Regions from separate parts of the Mus musculus genome. Here region 2 is linked to region 1. The links are chromatin contacts, called in public Hi-C maps. All regions are on one chromosome and are shown on one strand. The core of a region is the stretch at or near the end of the contact, and the rest is flanking DNA. Distances in the headings are between cores, read along the strand shown. Region 1 holds the start of Chpf2 (chondroitin polymerizing factor 2). Region 2 holds the start of Dnajb6 (DnaJ heat shock protein family (Hsp40) member B6).

Region 1 (3,663 bases), core at 333-2,832:
GTGCTGGAGGACTATGCACAGTCACCCTCACCTGAGCACCTTCTTGTAGGGCTTGTTAGGATCCCTGTAGTAAGGCACAATCCTGGGTCTGAAGTCTTCATCGCCTTGGTCCAGCCCATTTTTTGAGTCTGGATTCTGTGGCCCTCCTGGCTTCCCCACAGCCTCTACACAGGGATCTTCTCCCTCACCCTGGATCCAGGAAACCCGCAGGAGGCTCAGGCTGCATCCCAGAGACAGTCCTAGGATGAGGGGGAGCACTGGCCGCAGCAGAGCCAGCAGGGAGCTCAGTCGCATGGTGGCAGGCCCTGACACAGGGCGCCCCAGGGGCACAGTCTCAAGGATGAGTAGGTTGATGGGCCACAGGCCAGCAGTAGCCCACGGTTTTACCCAGAGAACCCGGAGTCAACGAGGTCAGCAACAGAAAAAGGAGCCCAGCATCCCCACCAAGTCTTCCCAACCCTATGTCTGGTCTTCAGTGGCCATGGTGCTGATACCCTCAGTAAAATACTAATGTCTATGTGAGCAATGCCACTCCCTACGGGGATTGCAGTCTGTAGTCCAGGAAAAAGAAAAAAGAAAGTGCAGTCCTGCCAAACCTAACCCCAGAAGGTCTACAGCCATTTGAAACATGGGCCTAATTCAAGTCAGCAGCACCCAGTGACACAGAGCTTAGGGCAAAGTGCATGCGCCATTCCAACAACAGTCTGACCAAAAGGGCCTGCCTCAGACACCCTGTGCCATGCTGAAGCTATCCTGGCCCACTATGTCTCCTCAGGCCCCAGAGGAACTGCTGATCTGCCGCTGCTGCAGGCAAGCACTAGAGAAGGGGTCAGCACCTCCTTCCACCCCGCTCCTGAGTGTCAAAGAGAGCCACAGACTCTAGAAATCCCCTCCTTGTCAGATAAGATCACCAGCTATGAATGGTGCCCACCCACCTACCCACCCAAATGAGGTGAGCAGTCACAGTGACTCAGCACAGCTGGCCTCTCATAGGAGCGCAATGGCTGATGGAGCCATTTTGCTAGCCATCCTACTCGTCCTGCAAAGCTATGCTGCCCACATATCTAAGAACAGCAGGAGACAAATTACAGACACTCTTGCTGTGGCTAGAGGTTATCAAACAAAGCCAAATAAAGCAAAAGCAAGCCGGGAGACAGCAGCAGTTAGAGAAACGCGGGGGTCTGGGAAGGCCAGCAGAGGCTCACCACCTTCCAACAGGGCACCTTCCAATAGGGCGCCAGTCAGTGCCCTATTATTCCCTTGGCGACCACAGCACCGTGCCAGCCCCCAGAAGAAGGGACAGAGCGAGTCCTAGCCGGCCGTCTGGAGACAGAAATTAATCGCCTACGTCCCACGACTGCAGAAAAGGCCTTGCGTCCAGCTGGTTTGCTCTGCGAACTTGGGCGGTGGAGGGGAGCTCGCGGCGGACAGCAGGACCGAGCGGGTTCTCAGGTCCTGCCGGGCAGGGGAACAGGAACACCCAAGCCCCACGGCAGACGGAGCCGCCTCGCGGGTGAGCCCACCCTGTGGCGGGCCGAGGAGCTCCGCTTTGCTGCCGCTGCCACCTCACAAGCCAGCCCTCGGCTTCCTCTTCCGCTGCCTGTCAGTCTCCCGTCTCTATGGTGACCGCATCCGGCCCCTCGCTCCTTACAGTCGCTCTCTATGGTTGCTGCTGCACCTCTGGATTCCAACGCCCTGGCTCCTAGCGCCACGGTGAGTGAATCCCGTCTGCACAGAGACGCTCCCCAATTCATCTCAACCCTGTTAGCGCTAAAGAAAGATGCCCTCCCCTTTTCTGAGCACGCTTCAACTAAACCGGCCGCGCAACACCAGCGCCTATTTAGCGGCTCAAGAAATGTTTCTCTACTAAATTTTCAACTCTACTAGGTAAAAGGATGAGGGACATGTGACCAGGAACGAACAGACCTGGGCTAACCTAGAACTCAGTAGTTTTAAGGCGGTGAGAATCGCTTGAAGCAAGCCATGGATACTAACACACTCTGGTGTCTCAAGGCAGAAAAGTACGGAATTAAGCACCAGTCAGGTGACTCACCATGTGAAGGTGGTTGCCACCGAGACTGATAATCTGAGTTCTATGTCTGGTGAAAAGAGAAAACTGACTCCATCAAGTTGTCTTCTGATACCACACTATTGTTAAAGGTGTGTACCACACCTTCCCTATGCTACATCTGTAAGAAACAACTCACTTGGACGGAAGGAAGATTGTCAGGCTTCGGATGTACAAAGCTACCACTTTGGAGAACTTTTACCATTTATAAATGTATGTCAGTGTTCAGAATACATTTGTACTGTCACATTCATGACAATCTCTCTCTCTCTCTCTCTCTCTCTCTCTCTCTCTCTCTCTCCCTCTCTCTCTGTCTCTCTCTCTCTCGTTTTTCGAGGCAAGGTTTCTCTGTATAGCCCTGGATGTCCTAGAACTCACTTTGTAGACCAGGCTGGCCTCAAACTCAGAAAACCACCTGCCTCTGCCTCCCAAGTGCTGGGATTAAAGGTGTGTGCCACCCCACCCGGCTATTGCTTTATTTTTGACATTGGGTCTGGCCATCTGACTTTGACCTTAAACTCACAGATCCACCTGCTCCTGCCTTTCAGTGCTGGGATCACGATCATGTACCAACACACCTGACTATAGCCACAATTATTAAACTAAAAGAAGCAGGTGGAATTAACTTAATATTTTATCGTATTAGGTATAAATATATTTAATAAACACACATATTAGGTATAAAATATTTAATATTTTATGGTATTAGGTATAAATAAAATATCAATTCAACATATAAGCAATATGAAAAGCTACTGTACTGATGTTTTACATTTTTCCATATGCAAACTGAAATCCTAGCCATGTTTTACGGTTATAACGTGTATCACTTGTTTTGTTTCCTTGAGACAAGGTCTTGCTATGTAGATCAGGGTGATCTTGAAATCACAGCCATCTTCCTACCTAAGTCTCAAAAGTGCTGGGGTTACCAGTCTCTAGGCAGAACCAAGATGGATAGGTTCCAGGGGGCCTGGGTCCAGCCAGGAGTGCCGGAAGTGTTACAGCTCTCAGAAGAGAAGAGATGAGGTTTGGGCAGCTTGCACTGGGCAGATAGCCTAGGTCCAGCTACAGAGGCAGCAACAGTGACCGGGGCAGAGTGAGCAGCAGCGTGAGTCTGGACAGCCAAGGTCCAGCGATGAATGCTTCGGGAAAGAGAACCCTTCCACAAGTGTTACAGCTCAGTAAAAACAGCCACTCTCAGACGGTCCTTGGTGAAAGAACTTGTGTAGTTTATTCCATGTGCCTAGGGACTTCTGAGTAGCTGTATTTCAGCGACCTTGCATCTTCTGTGTTAAGCACGTTCCCTGCTGCTGTGATTGGTTTGTTTTAGTTCATTGTTCCAGTGTACAGTCAGTCTGGCAGTGGGGGCTTCAGGGAGCAGATCACACTGCACCAGGAAAGAGAGGCCGTTGAATGCAGGTGTTCAGGCAGCTTTCTCCTTTCCCTGCAGTTCAAGACCCAAGTCCAGGGAACACTACCACTTACTTGGAGGTGGGCCTTCCCACATCAATAAGCCTATCCAACACAGTCCCTTACAGTATTTTTGTCTCGTAGATTACTCTAGTTTCTGTCAAGCTGACAAGCAACATGAGCCA
Region 2 (3,663 bases), core at 344-2,843, 5.1 Mb before region 1:
AAACCCTGTCTCAAAAACAAACAAACAAACAAACAAAAAGACAGGCATGGTCTGCCTGGGCAAGAGTGAAGAGAAGACTGAAACTTCCAAGTCAACCATACCTACAAAAGGCAGCATTTCTTCCCATATTTCTTTCATGTTCTTCCTAATTCCAAAGCTCCACCCAAGTGTGTGTACTGATGACACCGTAATCACACACCGGAGGGCAATTCGGCCTGTGGTGGCGATATCCCAAAGTACAACAAAGGAGTCCTTCCAGGAATCAGTAAGTCTACTGTGGGGTTTACTTTACAAACAAGAACAGACTAAGTTCAAATATCAGGGCGCTTGTTCTTTAGGTTGTTCCCTCCTCTGGCTTTTATGTCCAATATTTCTACTAAAACAGTTGCCTTAAAGTTGGTATCACTTCCCTAGCAAGCTGAGCGTCCTGAGATTCTACGGCCTAGAATGCGTAAACCCTAACCACAAATCTAAGGTTCAAATAAAGACGTTACAAAAAAACCAAAGTGGCTGCACTGGGCAGGCACTCCCCACCTTAGAAGGTGGGACCATCCCCACCATTCCCTTTCAACGGTTCACATACAACTTCTTCGGTAACAAAGCTTTTAAAACTTGACAAACCCCTCCTGTTTAAAAAAAAAAAAAAAAACTCCATCTCCAAAGTTTTTAAGACCTTTTAGTTTGCAGTGCAGAGTTCCTTGTCAACACAACCGAAGTAAATTAAGACTTAGTGTAAACTCCAGTTACATAAACTTTGTTACGTAAACCACAGCAAAGCAACCTTCGAGGCCAACATCAAACTAGTTTTAAAAGTAAGCTGAGCCAGGCGGGTCGCCTAGCAAACTTCCCAACAGTCCCTGGAAACCGCCTTGGCCTTCCCACCCGGCCCCCTTCGCTGCCTGGAGGCCTGGGCCGGTGATTGCGCCTTCCATGGGAGTCCTGCTCTTCGCAGGCCACCTGACCCCTTGCTTGCAGAATGCAGTGAGGACGCCAGGACTGGGTGACACCAGCCTTGCCTACTCCTGGAGCTCTGCGGCCGACCTAGCGCGTGCCGGACCCAACCGCCACCTTCGACCAGAGAACTAGGGAAGCGGACCGCAGCTAAGCCCCGAGCTAGGCCTGACCAAGAACGGCAAACGCTCTCCACAGACCCAATCTACAACCGGCCCAGACCAGGAACACCTTAAGCCCCAGACCTAGACACAAGACTACAGCCTAGACTGGAACCCGTTCGGCCTTGTGAGCAGTACCGGCCCCACTGTCGACCCGGTTCCTGCACCCGTATTCCGGGAGCCAAGCGGGTTAGCCCATTCGCAGGCCTTCCCCTCCCGCCGTAGTCAACCCTGCTTTTCGCCGCGGCTCGCGGACCCTCACCGAGGACACGGCGGCCAGCGAGGAGGGAAGTCAGGCGGCCGGTCTCCTCGCGGCTGTGGCACAGCTGCGCTGGTGGCGGTGGCGGCGGCGGCGTCTCCTCGCGCTTTCCTTTCTCTTCTTTTCTCCAACAACAAACAGGAAGTGCGTCACGCGGTGGCGGCGCGGCCCGGCGACGTCGACTTCCGCCCGGCCCTGAAGCTAACGTGCGCAGCAGCCTCCGTGCGCGTCGGACTTGATAGCGCTGGTCTAGCGTTCCGGAAGATTCTCGGAGCTGAGGACGGTGGGATTCTGGAGGGTTTACATAGGCGAAGGTGGCTGAATAGGGCGGGAAGCGTCCCCTTGCGCAAGCTCTGTGCCTGGAGGGCTCTAAAGCCTGAGGCGACTGTAGCCGAACCAAGGAGCCTGCGTTTGCCCGGAAGCAGGCTGGGAGGAAGGACGCTCACAGCCTCTGACACAGTGGATTCGGAGATAAGGACCTGATAGCGTAGTATGACTCACACTCCTATGGACTTGGAGAATTGTGGTCCCGAGGTTCGGCCGACCCAACAAGCAGGCCCGACTTAGAGTGAACCGTGAGAGGCCTCATCATTACCAACTCGCAGTGCTGAATCCAGGGTCTAGATTTCAAACACGGTTATTTTAAAGATGTATTTACTTTTTGTATGTGAATGTACTGTCTTCGGACACACCCGAGAAGGACATCAGATCCCACAATAAGCTCCTGTCTCAATAAATCAATAAGCTCCTGTATAAATAAATAGACATTTAAATCCTCACCCCACCCCCACTTACACCCATAGGATGAGTAGTTTTTCATCTTGCCCAGTAAGTTTCAAAAGGTTAGCTAACACTGCACTGGAAAGTAAGAATGAAAGAGAACATATTGATCTCAGAATGTTATGGTTGGACGCCCACCTTCTCAACGCCTGAGAAGGACAAGCACAGAAGATGTGGAGACCCATGATCTGAAGTCACAGATCCTTGGATGCTCCCTCACATGTAGGATATACTCAACTCCAGATAGAACCCTCCAGAATGGCTCCTTGTCTCCTTGCTTCTGTTCTGCCCCCAAGGTTCCCAAACACTACACTTCCCCTTTTGTGAAACATAGAATTTGGCCAGATCTCTTTTCTAATTGACTTTCAGCCCTACAAGATGGCTGTCCAAGACTGAAATGAAAACTAAGCACAAAAGTTCCCGCCCTTTCCTTTACCTTCCTCCACCTCTCCTTCCACCTTTCTGCTCTCAATCTTACCCACTACCACCCTCAATGGCAGGAATCAAGGAGTCTGGCCTAGTGACGAGTGGAAGGTGTGTGTGCTTGCATACTCCAGGGCTGACAGCCCAGCAACCCAAGCTTTCTATTGAAGCAGCGCCGAAAGACAAAGCCAGTTATAAGGTAGAGAATAGGGAAAGGAGTCCCCTCGCCTCAGAGTCTGGCTGAAGCCTCTTGCCACATGACATTTAAGAATTCTAACACGCAGGGCAGTGGTGGCAAATGCCTTTAATCCCAGCACTTGGGAGGCAGAGACAGGCAGATTTCTGAGTTCCAGGCCAGCCTGGTCTACAGAGTGAGTTCCAGGACAGCCAGGGCTGCACAGAGAAACCCTGTCTCAGAAAAAAAAAAAAAAAAAAAAAAAAGAATTCTAACACAGGGTCTGAGGAGATGACTCAGTAAAAAACATTAGTTGCTCTTTCTAGAGGATCTGAGTTCAATTCCCAACACCCATATCAGGTGATCCACAACTGCCTAGTACTCCAGCTCCAGGGGATGTGATTCACTCCAGACATGTGCATGTTTGCATGTAGACCTAGTTTTATCTTTCCCCAGAGCTTTCAAAAGACCCATGATATTAAATCTATATTAAAGTCTTTTGGGGGCTGGGAATGAACACCTTGTTTGTTTGTTTGTTTATTATTATATCTAAGTACACTGTAGGTGTTTTCAGATGCACCAGAAGAGGGCATCAGATCTCATTACGGTTGGTTGTGAGGCACCATGTGGTTGCTGGGATTTGAACTCAGGACCTTTGGAAGAGCAGTTGGTGCTCTTAACCACTGAGTCATCTCTCCAGCCCCAATGAACACCTTATTAATCCCAGAATTTGGGAGGTAGAGGTGGAGGATCTCTGTGAGGTCAGTTCATCCAAGACTACAGAATATATAGAATGAGACTTCTGTTTTTAAAAAAAGCGGAAAAAAAAATGAAAAAAAAAATATAGGTCTCTGAAAAGAAATCCTCAGGCATCACTTCCATTTCCTGGTTTTTTGTTTTGTTTTTTGGTTTTT

The links. A called contact is a pair of places that touch in the nucleus more often than the background predicts.
Region 2: a contact with region 1 is called in a Hi-C map of CD4 T cells, with 6 times the contacts expected there. The contact joins the promoter of Dnajb6 here to the promoter of Chpf2 in region 1. A contact is called at or near these places in 1 of 39 promoter capture datasets (cranial neural crest) and 1 of 484 Hi-C or Micro-C datasets (CD4 T cells).

What each region holds. Positions count from the first base shown.
Region 1 is chr5:24,584,669-24,588,331 of GRCm38.p6, reverse strand. Chpf2 (chondroitin polymerizing factor 2) reads right to left here and starts at 1,582. Exons shown (of 4, transcript NM_133913.2): 1 at 32-1,582. The coding sequence starts at 294.
Region 2 is chr5:29,733,828-29,737,490 of GRCm38.p6, reverse strand. Dnajb6 (DnaJ heat shock protein family (Hsp40) member B6) reads right to left here and starts at 1,593. Exons shown (of 8, transcript NM_011847.4): 1 at 1,375-1,593. Gm5129 (predicted gene 5129) reads left to right here and starts at 1,555. Exons shown (of 1, transcript NR_028426.1): 1 at 1,555-2,157.